Regions from separate parts of the Macaca mulatta genome. Here region 1 is linked to region 2. Evidence: chromatin contacts called from public Hi-C data. All regions are on one chromosome and are shown on one strand. The core of a region is the stretch at or near the end of the contact, and the rest is flanking DNA. Distances in the headings are between cores, read along the strand shown.

Evidence for each region. A called contact is a pair of places that touch in the nucleus more often than the background predicts.
Region 1: a Hi-C map of liver shows a contact between it and region 2, with 2.4 times the contacts expected there. The contact joins the promoter of TMEM186 here to the promoter of ABAT in region 2. A contact is called at or near these places in 5 of 14 Hi-C or Micro-C datasets (blood, cortical neurons, fetal cortex germinal zone and 2 more).

What each region holds. Positions count from the first base shown.
Region 1 is chr20:10,022,198-10,028,787 of T2T-MMU8v2.0, forward strand. TMEM186 (transmembrane protein 186) reads right to left here and starts at 2,063. Exons shown (of 2, transcript XM_001103641.5): 1 at 2,036-2,063; 2 at 1-1,009. The coding sequence starts at 2,038. The coding sequence ends at 371. It overlaps PMM2 (phosphomannomutase 2), which reads left to right and starts at 2,255. Exons shown (of 8, transcript NM_001257433.1): 1 at 2,255-2,372; 2 at 6,495-6,590. The coding sequence starts at 2,307.
Region 2 is chr20:9,901,522-9,908,570 of T2T-MMU8v2.0, forward strand. It overlaps ABAT (4-aminobutyrate aminotransferase), which reads left to right and starts at 4,647. Exons shown (of 17, transcript XM_077984771.1): 1 at 4,647-4,741.

The DNA.
Region 1 (6,590 bases), core at 813-3,312, 120 kb after region 2:
GAACTGAGACTTCTGACTCCAAATCCTATGCTCCCCCACCACACCTCTTTGCCTTTCAATTTCACACCAATGGACTGTCTGGGTGACCCTGGCATAGGTTCTTCTAAGAACTGGCTCTTAACAAAAACTTCTGGCCGTTATCTGACTGAATGTCACACACGAGTGCTGTAAGAACTTGCTTAGAGCCTTTTTCCTAAACCTGGACACCAGCTCTTGCCTTGTGAATTTCTTCATCACAAAACACATGTTCCCAGGGGCCCAGGCAAAGTCTCCAAGTACCCAATCCCCTTTCTTCAGCTGTGCCCACACCCTCAGCCTTCCTGTCAATCCAGGTGACCCAGGGTTACCCAGAGGTCCAGGCCCCAGTTGTTTACTTGAACATCTGATGTCTCCCAAACACCTGCGTGAAACGCTCTCTGTCCAGGATGTGTCCATAGCGCAGGGTGACGTAGAAGGTCTGTTTCCCGCTGTACCGCTGGATACGCATGAACATCTCCTGAGGCTGGTCCTTGGTTTCTGTCAGGGGAATCACATCTGCCAGGGGACAGTATGTGTCCTGCCGCCAGCCCCAGAAGCTCAGATGGGCCACCCGCAGCATGGTGCCAGACTCATTCAGATACAGGATACCAACCAGTCTCCGAAAGAAATAGCTCATCCAGCACAGCATGGTCAGGGCAAAGCCCGATATCCCACTCATCAGGCACACGGTGTTGAGAGTCAGGAGGCCCTGGGAATACCAGTAACAGGCTGGTGGCAAAACTACCACTGTCAGGGCAGTCTGTGCCAACTTCAGTCGAGACAGGAACCCAAAGATTCTGATGGCATCAAAACGGTAAAACATCCAGAATTTCTCAGTCTCTTGGTTTGGTGGTTTCTCCTTCGAGGTGGGTGACCTGCTCCCCACCCACCTCTTAGGATCCTCCTGCCCACTGCAGCACCACAACCCATGGAGAGGCCTTTCCCACGCAGCTTTTCCCCGAAATCTAGGCACAACTCGGAGAAGGGCAGCCTGAAAGGGAGACAGTAGACGATTTCTCTCATGGAATTCAACCACATTAATCACACGGTGAACATCTGCAAAGCACCATACTCCAAGGCTTCTGCCAATCCTGCAAGGTCACCATTATTGCCAGAGGAGGGAAGGGTAAAGCCAGATGTTATCTCATGTGGGCATCACAACAGCTATCTAAGATAGTTATCACTATTTCCACTTTACCACTAGGGAAACTAAGCCCAGAGAGGGTAAGATATTTACCAAAGAACACACAGTCAGTGAGTGCAGCAGAGTCCTCCTTCCATCAGGCAATTCCAAAGAAATACAAGAAAGGAGGTGCGGCCATCAATAATTCAAAACATATCTAGGGAGTCCCAACTCTGGGCTGGACAATGGATCCACAAGGGGGTGTGAACATTTCCCCAAGCAGGAAACTGAATAATCAATGTCTTAGTGGGGAACTCAAGCAACAAATCTGTGAGATAGTTATCCCAACAAACTTTCTAATTCTGTTTACGTTATCTTGGGTGCTGGAGGGAACTGCTGCTTTCCCTTAACCTAGTCAGGGGAAGGGGAAACAACGAGGAGGAGGAGGAGCGAGGCAGGGAGGCCCCTACACGTAGCACAAACATATTATTAGGTGGGTAGTGAAGCAGTAAAAGCTCTGGTTCCAATTCTGGCTCCATCAGTCACTACCTGTGGATTCTTGAGCAAATCACTCCACACCCCTGAGCTTCGGTTTCTTCGGCTTTCAAAATGGGGACTCAGAACACAGTGAACGAGAAGATGGTTTCAAAGCCCTCAACTTAGTACCTGATGCGCTGTGAGAGCTCGGCGAGTTTTAGCTATTACTACTGTGAGCACGTGACGCAAGGAGGGCAGAGAAAGCCCGGGAATGGCGAATGGTAACCCACGCCAGAGCTTCCTCCCACGGATTCTTCAGGTCCGAAACTCAGGCGTCGTGCCTGCCTGCCCCAGCTCTGACCCCGACCGACCCCCAAAGAGCATCACCCCCTCAAGGATCGCCACCAGCCTCCTTACCATGGCTCCACAGCCTGCTGCCGGAAGTAAGTCCCACCGGCCCCCGGAACCTCTAAGAGCGCATGCTCGAATGTACAAGGCGGGCGTGATCCGCGTTGCACCCTGGGATTTGCGGTCCAGGAATCGTGGCTGGCGCTAGTCCCAGGCGTTGTGGGAACGGAGTCTCCTCCTCTTCCCGACGTGCCCTGCGGCTCGGGGGCCGAACTCGGAAGTTCCGGGCCGAGTTCCTGATGCCAATGAGTCTTGCGAGGTGCGGTTAGACGCTGGGGACATGGCAGCTCCTGGCCCAGCGCTCTGCCTCTTCGACGTGGATGGGACCCTCACCGCCCCGCGGCAGGTAAGTGGCGCCCGGCGGGCTGGTGGCAGCCGACTCAGAGTCCGTGCTGTTCCCAGTTGGAGCTATCGACTACCCAGGGTCGGCGCCAAGGGCTGGCTAAGGACCGCCTGCGTCCTCACGGGGGCTGGACCCTATTCTAGGTGCCCTGGAGGGATGAGAGGGAGGCCCTAACCAGCTCTTCAAGAGCTCTGATGCTTGGAAAGATGAGACGGGGCTGAAGAACTCTTAAGAGAAGGAAACTTATGCTTGGTTGGAAAATGCAATCTGGACTCACCGCTAGTCCTCGGGACCGATGGACCAGGATTTGAACCCGACATCAGCTGTGTGCCCCTTATCAGCTGTTTGCCGGCCTCAATCCTGTAACCAATGGGCTGTGCCGTGAGTCATTATATTAAAAACAGGTTTCCAGGTGAAATCGACCTAGTGGAGTCTCATCTTCACCTCTTCACAGCTGTGTGACCTTGAGCAAGTCATTAACCTTTCTGAGCCTCAGCATCTACAGCTTTAAATGGGGATATTACGTGTTCCATATGGTGACTGTGAGGATCAAATGAGATTGTGTAAGTTCTTGAAAGTATGTTGCACACAGCACACTAGGCCTCAGTAAATAGTAACCACCTCCACCACACCCATCTCCAGCCCCTGCAGTGGACTAGGAAGATGGAGGAGCCCTAGGTTATTACAGGCTGCCCGCTGAGAGCCTCTTTGGGCCTTTCGAAACTTGCTTTCCACTTCCAGATTTTGCTGCTACAGGCACAGATAAGTTTCAGTCACTATCAGCCTTGAGATGAGGCTTTCCTGTCCCCTTTTCAGAAATTGGCCACTGACAACCGGCCATTTCAACTTGAGAGTGGACCCCAATGGTCTCACTATCCTCAACTAATATCCTCACCCCTCGTAGTCTTCGCTTGGTGGTAACAATGGTGTGCTCCAGAAAGCCACGTGAAATGCGTGTGACCTTAGACGTATCATTTTGCCCTTGTCAGCCACAGGTTTGATCTACCTAGTGATGACACTCAACTCCCAAGTTCTTCAAAGGCTTTTTCTGATTCTGAAATTCAGCTATCACACACTTGGGGTTGTTAAAAGCCCATAGTGGTCTAATACTCCGGTCCCCAATTCATTTTTTGTAAAGGGCCATATAGCATATACTTTTGTCTTTGCAGACCATATGGTCTATAGTAGCCACTGAACTTTAGTACAAAACCAGCCATAAACCCTATGTAAACACAGAGTGGCTGTGTACCGGTAAAACTGTATTTATTTGTTACAGAAACAAACAGCTGCCCAGTGTGGTCTGTGGGCCATAGCGGTCTAGGGTTTACATTGCCAACCCTTTTTCATGATTTCGCTGGACCCTCTCAACCTTCCTTCATCTTTCTTTCCAGGTAGGATAGTTGTTATTACCTTTTTAAACATAAGGAAACACACTCAGTGAAGAACTAACCTCCTCAGTTTCACACAGCCGACCTGGTACAAGCCCCTGAGCCTCAGGACATTGGTTCCTGTCAAGTTTGCCATTTCCTATCTGTGCTAAGGTGGAAGCTGTCCTAGTTACTAGGTATGCCATTCAGGAAAGTGCTTCTGATCTGATTTTCACAGTTCTGACTCTTCTTTTTTTTTTTTTTTTTTTTGAGACAGAGTCTCACTCTGTCGCCAGGCTAGAGTGTAGTGGTGCAATCTCAGTTCACTGCAACCTCCGCCTCCCAGGTTCAAGCGATTCTCCTGCCTCAGGCACCTGAGTAGCTGGGACTTAAGGCGCCCGCCACCACGCCTGGCTAATTTTTGTATTTTCAGTAGAGACAGGGTTTCACCATGTTGGCCAGGATGGTCTCCATCTCCGGACTTTGTGATCCACCTGCCTCAGCCTCCCAAAGTTCCGGGATTACAGGCATGAGCCACTGCGTTCTGACTCTTAAGGGCCACTCCTGCAGTTCTAGATTTTGTCTAATAGGTTCAAATTCCACTGTGAGAGTAGAAAAGATTGCACTCTATTACAAGCCCTTCTATGCAGTTTTATTTTAATCAGATTCATGTGTTACTCTAAAAAAATTTTTTAAAGAAAAATCATTGAACTCCAAGTGTTTATATACTGACGGTGAATTAAATGGTTTTTTGTATTTTCTAAATTTCTAGTAACTTTTTAAAAAAGATATTCAGGGCCAGGCGCGGTGGCTCACGCCTGTAATCCCAGCACTTTGGAAGGCCGCGGGCGGATCACGAGGTCAGGAGATCGAGACCATCCTGGCTCATGCTGTGAAACCCCGTCTCTACTAAAAATACAAAAAATTAGCCTGTAGTCCCAGCTACACGGGATGCTGAGGCAGGAGAATGACGTGAAACCGGGGGGCGGAGCTTGCAGTGAGTGGAGATGGCGACACTGCACTCCAGCCTGGGAGACACAGCGAGACTCTGTCTCAAAAAAAAGACATTCAGCCGGGCGCGGTAGCTAACGCCTATAATCCCAGCACTTTGGGAGGCTGAGGCGGGCGGATCACTTGAGGTCAGGAGTTCGAGACCAGCCTGGCCAACATGGTGAAACCCTGTCTCTAATAAAAATACAAAAAATTAGCTGAGCGTGATGGCGGGCGCCTGTAGTCCTGGTTACCTGGGAGACTGAGACAGGAGAATCGCTTGAACCCAGGAAATGGAGGTTGCAGTGAGCCAAGACCACACCACTGCACTCCAGCCTGGGCGACAGAGCGCAACTTCGTGTCACAAAAAAAAAATAGACATTCAGTGTAAATGTTCAACTAAGATTGCTCAAAGTACTGAGTTATAAGACTTGTAAAAATACATTGTGATGTGTCTTGATGTAGGGCTGTTTTTCATCTTAGTTTATAACTTTTTAAAAATTATCACACAGTTTGGAATTTACCATAAAGTCATACCACTAAGACCACTCTTTCTAGATAGGAGCTTTGCTTTTAGAAGAGACTAAAAAATCTAGTCATCTTACTCTTTTCCAATTTTTTTTGTTTTGAGTAATTGCAATAAATCAGTTCTAAGCTTCTCCTATTTATTTATTTATTTATTTATTTATTTATCAAGACGAAGTCTCGCTCTATCACCCAGGCTGGAGTGCAGGGGCACGATCTCGGCTCACTGCAGCCTGCGCCTGCCAGGTTCAAGTGATTCTCCTGCATCAACCTCCCGAGTACCTGGGACTACAGGCGCGTGCCACCACACCCGGCTAATTTTTGTATTTTTAGTAGAGATGGGGTTTCGCCATGTGGGCCAGGCTGGTCTCGAACTCTGACCTCAGGTGATCCACCGGCCTCGGTCTCCCAAAGTGCTGGGATTACAGGCGTGAGCCGCCATGCCTGGCCCTGAGCTTCCTCTTTAATTTCATTATGTTATTTTGTTTTAAAATCAACAACTTAAATCCATAGATGGAGTATAGTGTAGCATTTAAAAGGAATACATCATGCTGAAAAAGCGAAGTTGCTGAGAAAGCGAAGTTGCTGCAAAGGACATAGAATGATTCCATTTATGTTTCAAAAATAAGACCTATTTGTATATGTGCCCATAGATGGGTATATAAATGCGTAAAAAATTAGCTAGCACAGTGCACAACAGCTACTAACATATTACCTGTGTTTAAAATGTGGTAAAAATAACACTTAAGTTTATTCTGGTAAAGATGCCTCCCTCCCAATTACAACTAAAATATTTGAACTGTGTAGAGAGCTGGTAACTTAATTGGCATGTATGAAAATAAGGCTTATAGGCCTGGCTTATGCCTGTAATGTCAGCACTTTAGGAGACCAAGGCTGGTGGATCTCCTGAACCCAGGAGTTCCAGACTGGCCTCAAAACTTCGTCTCTACAGAATATAAAAAAATTAGCCAGGTGTGCTGGCGCATAACTGTGGTTCCATCTACTCAGGAGGCTGAGGTAGGAGGATAACCAGAGCCCTGGTCGAGGTCGAGGCTGCGGTGAGCTATGACCATGCCACTGCACTCCAGCTTGGGTGACAAGTGAGACCCTATGTCAAAAACAATTTTTTTCTTTAATTTTTAAACAAGAAAATAAGATTTGTGTACTTGTGTTACCCTTAGAGTTTTAGTCTCCTGATTATTTTTTGGCTTATGAGTGTTGTATTTTCCTTCTTGAAATTTAGAAAATTACCAAAGAAATGGATGACTTCCTGCAAAAATTGAGGCAGAAGATCAAAATCGGAGTGGTAGGCGGTTCGGACTTTGAGAAAGTGCAGGAG
Region 2 (7,049 bases), core at 3,397-5,896:
CATGCTTTCCTCATATTACCTGAGGTGTTCAGAGGAGGAAAGCTGGAGGCAGCCCTTGGGTCTTCTAGGAGCCTAGCACAAGGGTCAAAATGCATGAGAACGAGCACAAGATAATCCCATAGAAGCCTTCCTCTTAGCATTCAGGCCTCAGATTAAATGTCACAGCCTTGCGGACAACTCCCTGAGCTTCATGGCTGGTGTACCCACCCTGATCCCGGGAACATCACCTTATTTTGCATTTCCTTAGAGCACTTGTTACCAGAAATTAGCTTCCTAGGCTGGGCACAGTGGCTCATGCCAGCACTTTGGGAGGCCAAGGTGGGAAGATCACTTGAGACCAGGAGTTCGAGACCAGCCTAGCCAACATGGCAAAACCCCATTTGTACTTAAAATACAAAAACTAGCTGGGCATGGTGGCACACGTCTGTAATCCCACCTTCTCAGGAGGCTGAGGCACAAGAATCGCTTGAACTGGGGAGGCAGAGGTTGCAGTGAGCCGAGATAGTGCCACTGCACTCCAGCCTGGGTGACAGAGCAAGACTCTGTCTCAAAAAGAAAGAAAAAAAAGAAAGAATGAAAGAGAGAGAAAAAGAGAAAGAGAGAGAGAAAGAAAGGAAGAAAGAAAAGAAAGGAAGGAAGGAAAGAAGGAAGGAAGGAAGGAAGGAAGGAGAAAAGAAAAGAAAAAAGAAAAGAGCTTTCTTAGTTACACATTCACCTTCTTATACACTTTCTCCCAGCTGCAGAATGGAAGCTCCGTGGGGGCAGGACCACAATCCCCAATGCCTAGAACAGTTTAGCACCTGGCACACAGTAGGTGCTAAGTGTGTATTTGATGACTGAACAAATTGATGGAAAAATTACTAAATGAATGAATGAGCTCTGGCCCACCTCTCACAATCAAGCAGATAGTCTGGTAAAACCAGTACAGCTACGTACAGCGCCAGTGGACACTGCCCACCAGGGACCAGGAGCAAACTTCCCTTACTTACCCCACCCAATGACCTACTATGGTACATACTTTTTTTCTTATTATGGTAAAATACACATTGCACAAAATTAGCCGGTTTTTTACCATTTTAGAGTGTAAAATTCAATGGCATTAAGTATAATCACAATGCTTTTTTGTTGCTGTTGTTTTTAAGATGGGGTCTTGCTCTGTCACCCAGGCTAGATGGAGTGCAATGGCACAATCTTGGCTCACTGCAACCTCTGCCTCCCAGGCTCAGGCAATCCTCCCACCTCTGCCTCTTAAGTAACTGAGACCACAGTCACACACCACCACAGCTGGTTAATTTTTGTATTTTTTGTAACAGTGGGGTTTTCCCAGGTTTCCCAGACTGATCTCAAATTCCTGGGCTCAAGTGATCTGGCAGCCTTGGCCTCCCAAAGTGCTAGGAATACAGGTGTGAGCCATTGCATCTCTCCCCCCTCCCATATTTTCTTCTAAGAATTTTATAGTGTTAGGTCTTATATTTATTTCGATCTTTGATCCATTGTTTAGTTTTTTATGTGGTGTGAGGTAAGGGTCTATCTTCATTCTTTTACATGTGAAAATGTCGTAGATACTTTATTCAATTTACAGATAAGAGCATAGAGACTGAGAGGAAGTAAATGACATGTCCAGAGTAACATAGCCATTGGGAGTTGGAACTAGAATTCAATATTAGGTCTGACTCCCAAGTTGATCCCCTTTCCACCACATCAAAATGCCCTTTATAGTTTTGGATAGATGATATCTCTTTATTATTTTGTGACCAGGGATGTGGAAATCACAGGCCTAGCCAATAAAATATGTGCTTTAATCTGGCTCTGGACAAGTTCTTCCTCCTCTCTGGGCCTCAGTCTCCTCTTCTGTACAATGGGCTGCTGATCTCTAAGAGTTTCCTGTGCAGGCCACTGGTACCCTTGGAGCCTCATTCACCATTGCCTTCGTTTTCATTTCTCCTCTCCAGAGTGCAGTGGGGGCCCTCCCAGCTAGAGCTGCTCTTCTGGAAGGAACTTATTGATAGGCACAGAGCATGGGTGAGTCTTCATCCCAGGCCTCAGCCAAACTCTGGGAAACATTCTGCATTCCCCAGCAGACACCTGCAACCCCAAGCAGCTCCATAGGAAAACTGCAGAACGGCAGAAAATGCAAGGGAAGCCAATGTGGAAAGGGCTTTTTCCACACGCTGACAGTTTTCTTCACAAGTATCACAATGAAGCTATTTGAGAATCAGCTTGCGAAGCACCTGGCTCTAAATAGCCTTCTCTCCCCGGTCCTTAAGTAGAGACAAAGCAGCTCCTTTCATCCCCTAGAAATGTTCTTTCCCAGGGCCTGACCTACAAATGGGTGCTCAATACCTAGTTGAATGAATGAATGAACAGATGAATGAAGATGGCTGCACACACCTCTTATTTCCCTTGATTGCCTTAGACTAGGACACGGCAGATTTTTCTGCAAAGGTCCAGAAGGTAAATATTGTTGGCTTTTCGGGCCACACAGTCTCTGTCACAACTACTCAGCTCTGCTGTTGTAGCTCACAGACAATGAATAAATAAATGGGCCTGGCTGTGTTCCCATAAAATTTTATTTATGCACAGTAAAATTTGAATTTTATATAGTTTCTATGTGTCACATAACATTATTATTCTTTTGAATTTTTTTTAACCATCTAATATGTAAAACCAATTCTTAGCTCATGGTCACAGGAAAACAGATGATGAACTACATTTGGTCTATGGGCTATAGTCTGTCAACCTTTGGCTTAGACTCTTAAAAAATATATATTTATAAATAGAAATGGGGTTTCACCATGTTGGCCAGACTGGTCTCGAACTCCTGGCCTCAAGTGATCCGCCTGCCTCATCCTCCCAGAGTACTGGCTCCAGGCCCTTTGGTTTAGAATATTCCTTTCTGTTTTTCATTTTAAATATTTTCTTCTTATTACCAGAGTAATATATATTCATTATAGAATAATTAGAAATTAGTGACATTGTAGAGTTTATCTTCTATTAAAAATAAACCAAAGGGGATAAAAAAATTACTGACATGGACATGCAAATAAAGTAATATTAGAATAATCCATAATTTCAATACACAAAAACAACCATTTCTCCTACTGAACATGTAGTTTTTCACTCAGCATTACTAGCTGGCTATATCAGTGCTTTTAATATGATAGCCACTAGCTTCCTGTTACTATTACACCATAAATTAAAATCAGATACAGGCTGGGTGTGGTGGTTCACACCTGTAATCCCGGCACTTTGGGAGGCCGACGCAGGCAGATCACTGGAGGCCAGAAGTTTGAGACCAGCCTGGCCAACATGACAAAACCCTGTCTCTACTAAAAATTAAAAAATTAAACAATTAGCCAGGTGTAGTGGCGCACGCTTGTAATCCCAACTATTCAGGAGGCTTAGGCAGGAGAATCACTTGAACCTGGGAGGCGGAGGTTGCAGCGAGCTGAGATCGCGCCACTGCACTCCAGCCCGGGTGACAGAGCAAGACTCCGTCTCTAAAAAAATAAATAAATAGATACAGTTAAAATACAGTTATTCGGTTGACTAGTCATTGCTTTTTTAAAAAATTGAAATTTATTTTTCTCTTTTCCTTTTTTACTTATTTTTTCCTTTTTTTTTTTTTTTTTTTTTGTAACATCTTGGATACCAAGTGATCAGTGATCAGGCTGAGTGGAGAGAACCAAGCTGAACTCTTTCTCTGCCTTTTAAGGTCTGTAATCTCCATCCATCCATTCATTCATTATGAGCACTTGGTCATCGCCTGTGGTCTTGATGAGCAGTTCTTTGTGTCTTTGATTTTGTCACTGAAAGATTGCATCCTCTTTCCAAATACCTCTAGAAAGCTGTGGGGGCTATCTGTCCGTCACAGCTGAGTATTACCTAGCTTCCACACAGCATTTTATACAATGGTAGAAAGGGACCTTCATCACATCTAGGGTCTCGTTTATACCCACGAAGGAGGTACAGTCTCTGTTGTCCCAATTTCAGGAAAGTGAGAATCAGGAGGCGCAGTGACCGGCTCCAGGTCATGCAGAAGGAACCCCCTCTGACTCCCAGTGCCCTGTTTGTCTTCCGGAGTGCTGGGGCCCGGCGGAGGAAAGTCGCTGGGAGCAAGAAGGGCTGGCAGGGCCCTGAGGGCCGAGATGGGGGTTGAGGTGGGGAGGGCGGGATGCTCCTTCCCTCCTCCGCAAAGGGAACCCTTCTGATTCTGACTCTAGAGCTCCAGAGACCGGATCCGAGACGCGAGTGGAGGTGGAGCTACACTAGCCTGCAGCCCTGAGGGTGTAAAAGGCCCATTAAGATCCAGGTCAAATCAACCTATGGAGTTGCCCCCCAGAGGGTCCAGTGTCCCCACAACTTGACGGGGATACTCAGCCGTCTCCTCCCCAGCTCCAGCACTTCCTCCCAGCCCTCGCGGTCCCTCTTCCCAGCCCCCGGGTCGGTCCCGCCCCAGCCCTCGTCTCCCCCGCCCCCGGAGGCTGGACTCTGCCCCCGCCCCGCCTGCCCCTCCCTCCCGGGGGCGGTGGCCCGTGGCGGGCGCAACCATTGGCTGCGGCGAGAGCGAGGGCCGGGGCTGGCGGCGCTGATTGGCCAGGACGCTCGGCGGAGCCAGGGAGTCCAGCGAGTCGCTGGGGGAAGCCGAGCAGACACACAGCGCGGCCGGAACTCGGGGCGCGCATCCCGCAAGTCGGAACCCGGCGGTTCGGATTCCGCGGAACGGAGCCGGGGCCTGGAGGTGAGCGCGAGGCGCCGGGTGGCTTGGGACGGGCCCTTCCGAGGAGAGCCGAGAGGAGGTCCTTCTGCCCTGCCCCCAGGGAGCAAAACCTGGGCATCTTCTCCTAAGAAACGGAGCCCGCATCTTCCCAAGGCGCGAGGCCCCTCCCCCAAAAAGACAGGAACTCCTACCACCCAGAGAGCAAAATACCTTCCTTTCTCCTTCAGAAATGGGCCCTTCCTCCTGGCTCCAGCTCTAGACAGAAGTCCTCTCCCTCTTACCCCTTGAAATAGAATGTGGCCCCTAAAAGTGGTCCCCAGGTCTCTAGAGCCCCCTCACCTCTTGGGAGACTGATGCCCCTTCCCCTTCCCCATCCTTAAAAAACTAAGTTTGGGTGTCTTGCTTCTCCCCTCTCTTTCGGAATAATGGGAGTCTTCTCAGCTCATAAATGACAGTGACCTCCCCCTCCATGAAAAATGGAAGCTCTCCCCCCATCATAAGACAAGGAAATCCCGGAGCAGAGACCTGCAAGTCACCCTCCCACCCCAGATACTGAGCTCTGGAGAGATAGATGATTCACCCTTAGCCCTGCCGGAGACCCCTCCCTACCCGTCAGAGAGGCAGGGTGGCCTCTGATACCACCACATTAAAGGCTTTTGGGGATTTCCCCTGTCCTCCCCAGTAAAGATGTAAAATGAGGGATCTTCATACTCAGGAGCAGGGCAAAGGTCTGGCCACCCCTCCAAGTCATCCACCTCCCTCCACTCCTCCCAAGCCCTTTCACACAAACCCCAACCTAGTAACGCCCTGCGCCATCTTCCCACTGCTCCCAATCCCATCCTTCTCTACCTCACCCCAGCTCCACTCCCACACCTGGCTGCCCCACCTATTTCACATCCTCTCACCTTTCCTCACCCACCCTGGCCAAGGTAAGACCAGGGGGGGATTCAGTGAGATTTAGTAAGACTGGAGCTCTTGAAACTGGGATCCGGGGCCTAGAGGCCCTTCCAGGAGTCTTCAAACTCTGACAGCAGAGATGGCCTCTGAGGCAGTAGGACCAGCAGAGACCACCCGACACCTCTCCCCCGCCCCCCACCCCAACACACACACAAAGGGCTGTGTTCAGTGCATCCTCTCTTACAGTCTGAGAGGACTACTGGCCCTCTTCCAAGAGGACCCCCATTTTCCCCCTAAACTCCTGTGCACCCCCTCAAGCTCCTGTGGGCATTGCCTGGTGGAATTCCCTGGGCATTCAGCCAAGAGAGATGGGTGCTACTGGGCCCATCCAATGGGGAGGAGACAGTGTTGGCTTTGCTGCTTTGATGAAGCTAGACTAAGGGACAGGATGTTGGTGACCTGGGGGTGGGGAGGGGGTGGGAAGAGCTCTTCTCTGGTGGGTCAGGTTGGGGGGTAGAAGAGAGGGAGGCAGTGAGTCGTGTCTTGCTCTTTGGAGCCTGTGCTGCGGCGTGGAGTCATAGAGAAATGTGTTTCCTCGAGGCCCAAAGAGATCAGCCCCAGGGAGAGGTAAATGGTCCAGTCTGGAGTCCTAAGACCTAAAAGGGCTTCTACATTGAAGACGTGGCCCCTTCCTTTGACAGTTAAACACACAAAGGCACAAAAGGGGAAGAGACTTGCTCAAGGTCACCCAGCCTGTGGGTGACAACTGGCCCCAACCCCTCCAGGACCCTTAGGGTGCTAGGATCCCTGACACAAGCCCCAGTCCTCACATTTACAATGGGGACTTGGGGACTGCTGGGTCCCAAGTCCCCACTTGTCAGAGGAAGCGCCAAGGCTCTGCGAAGGTCATGAAGCCAGGAAGGGGCAGAGCTGGAACTCAACGTCTGTTCCCCAGCAGGTTGCCTCGGGGAAAGCATTCCTGGGTGTCGGTGCATCCCTGCTTCCCCGTGTGATCTTTGTATTGAGGCCATTGCCAAATCTAGGCTTGCCAAAATCCAAATTGACCCAGGAGAGCTAATAAGATCAGTTGCAGCTAATGAGAATCAGATACTGGAGTGGAGGCTACTGCAGGAACCTCAGTTGCCTAGCTGGCTTTGCTACAAGATCTTTGGACAGGACCTAAGGATGTCACATCCCTTCCCTCCAAGGTCCCCTCCCTCTTAGCCCCTGCCCATGCCCTCTGGCTTTGAGTTCCCTGCACATTGTCTCATCTCTATTCAGAGCCCTGTGTCTTTTCTCCTGGGGCATTGCATGGGAAAAGAGCTGAAATTCTGGCAGATTCTCTAGGACCGTCCCCCTAGGCAGCAGGGACTGGGTCCCTACAAATGAGAGAGTCTGAAGTAGGGGCTCTCTCTGTTTCTGCCCCCACCCA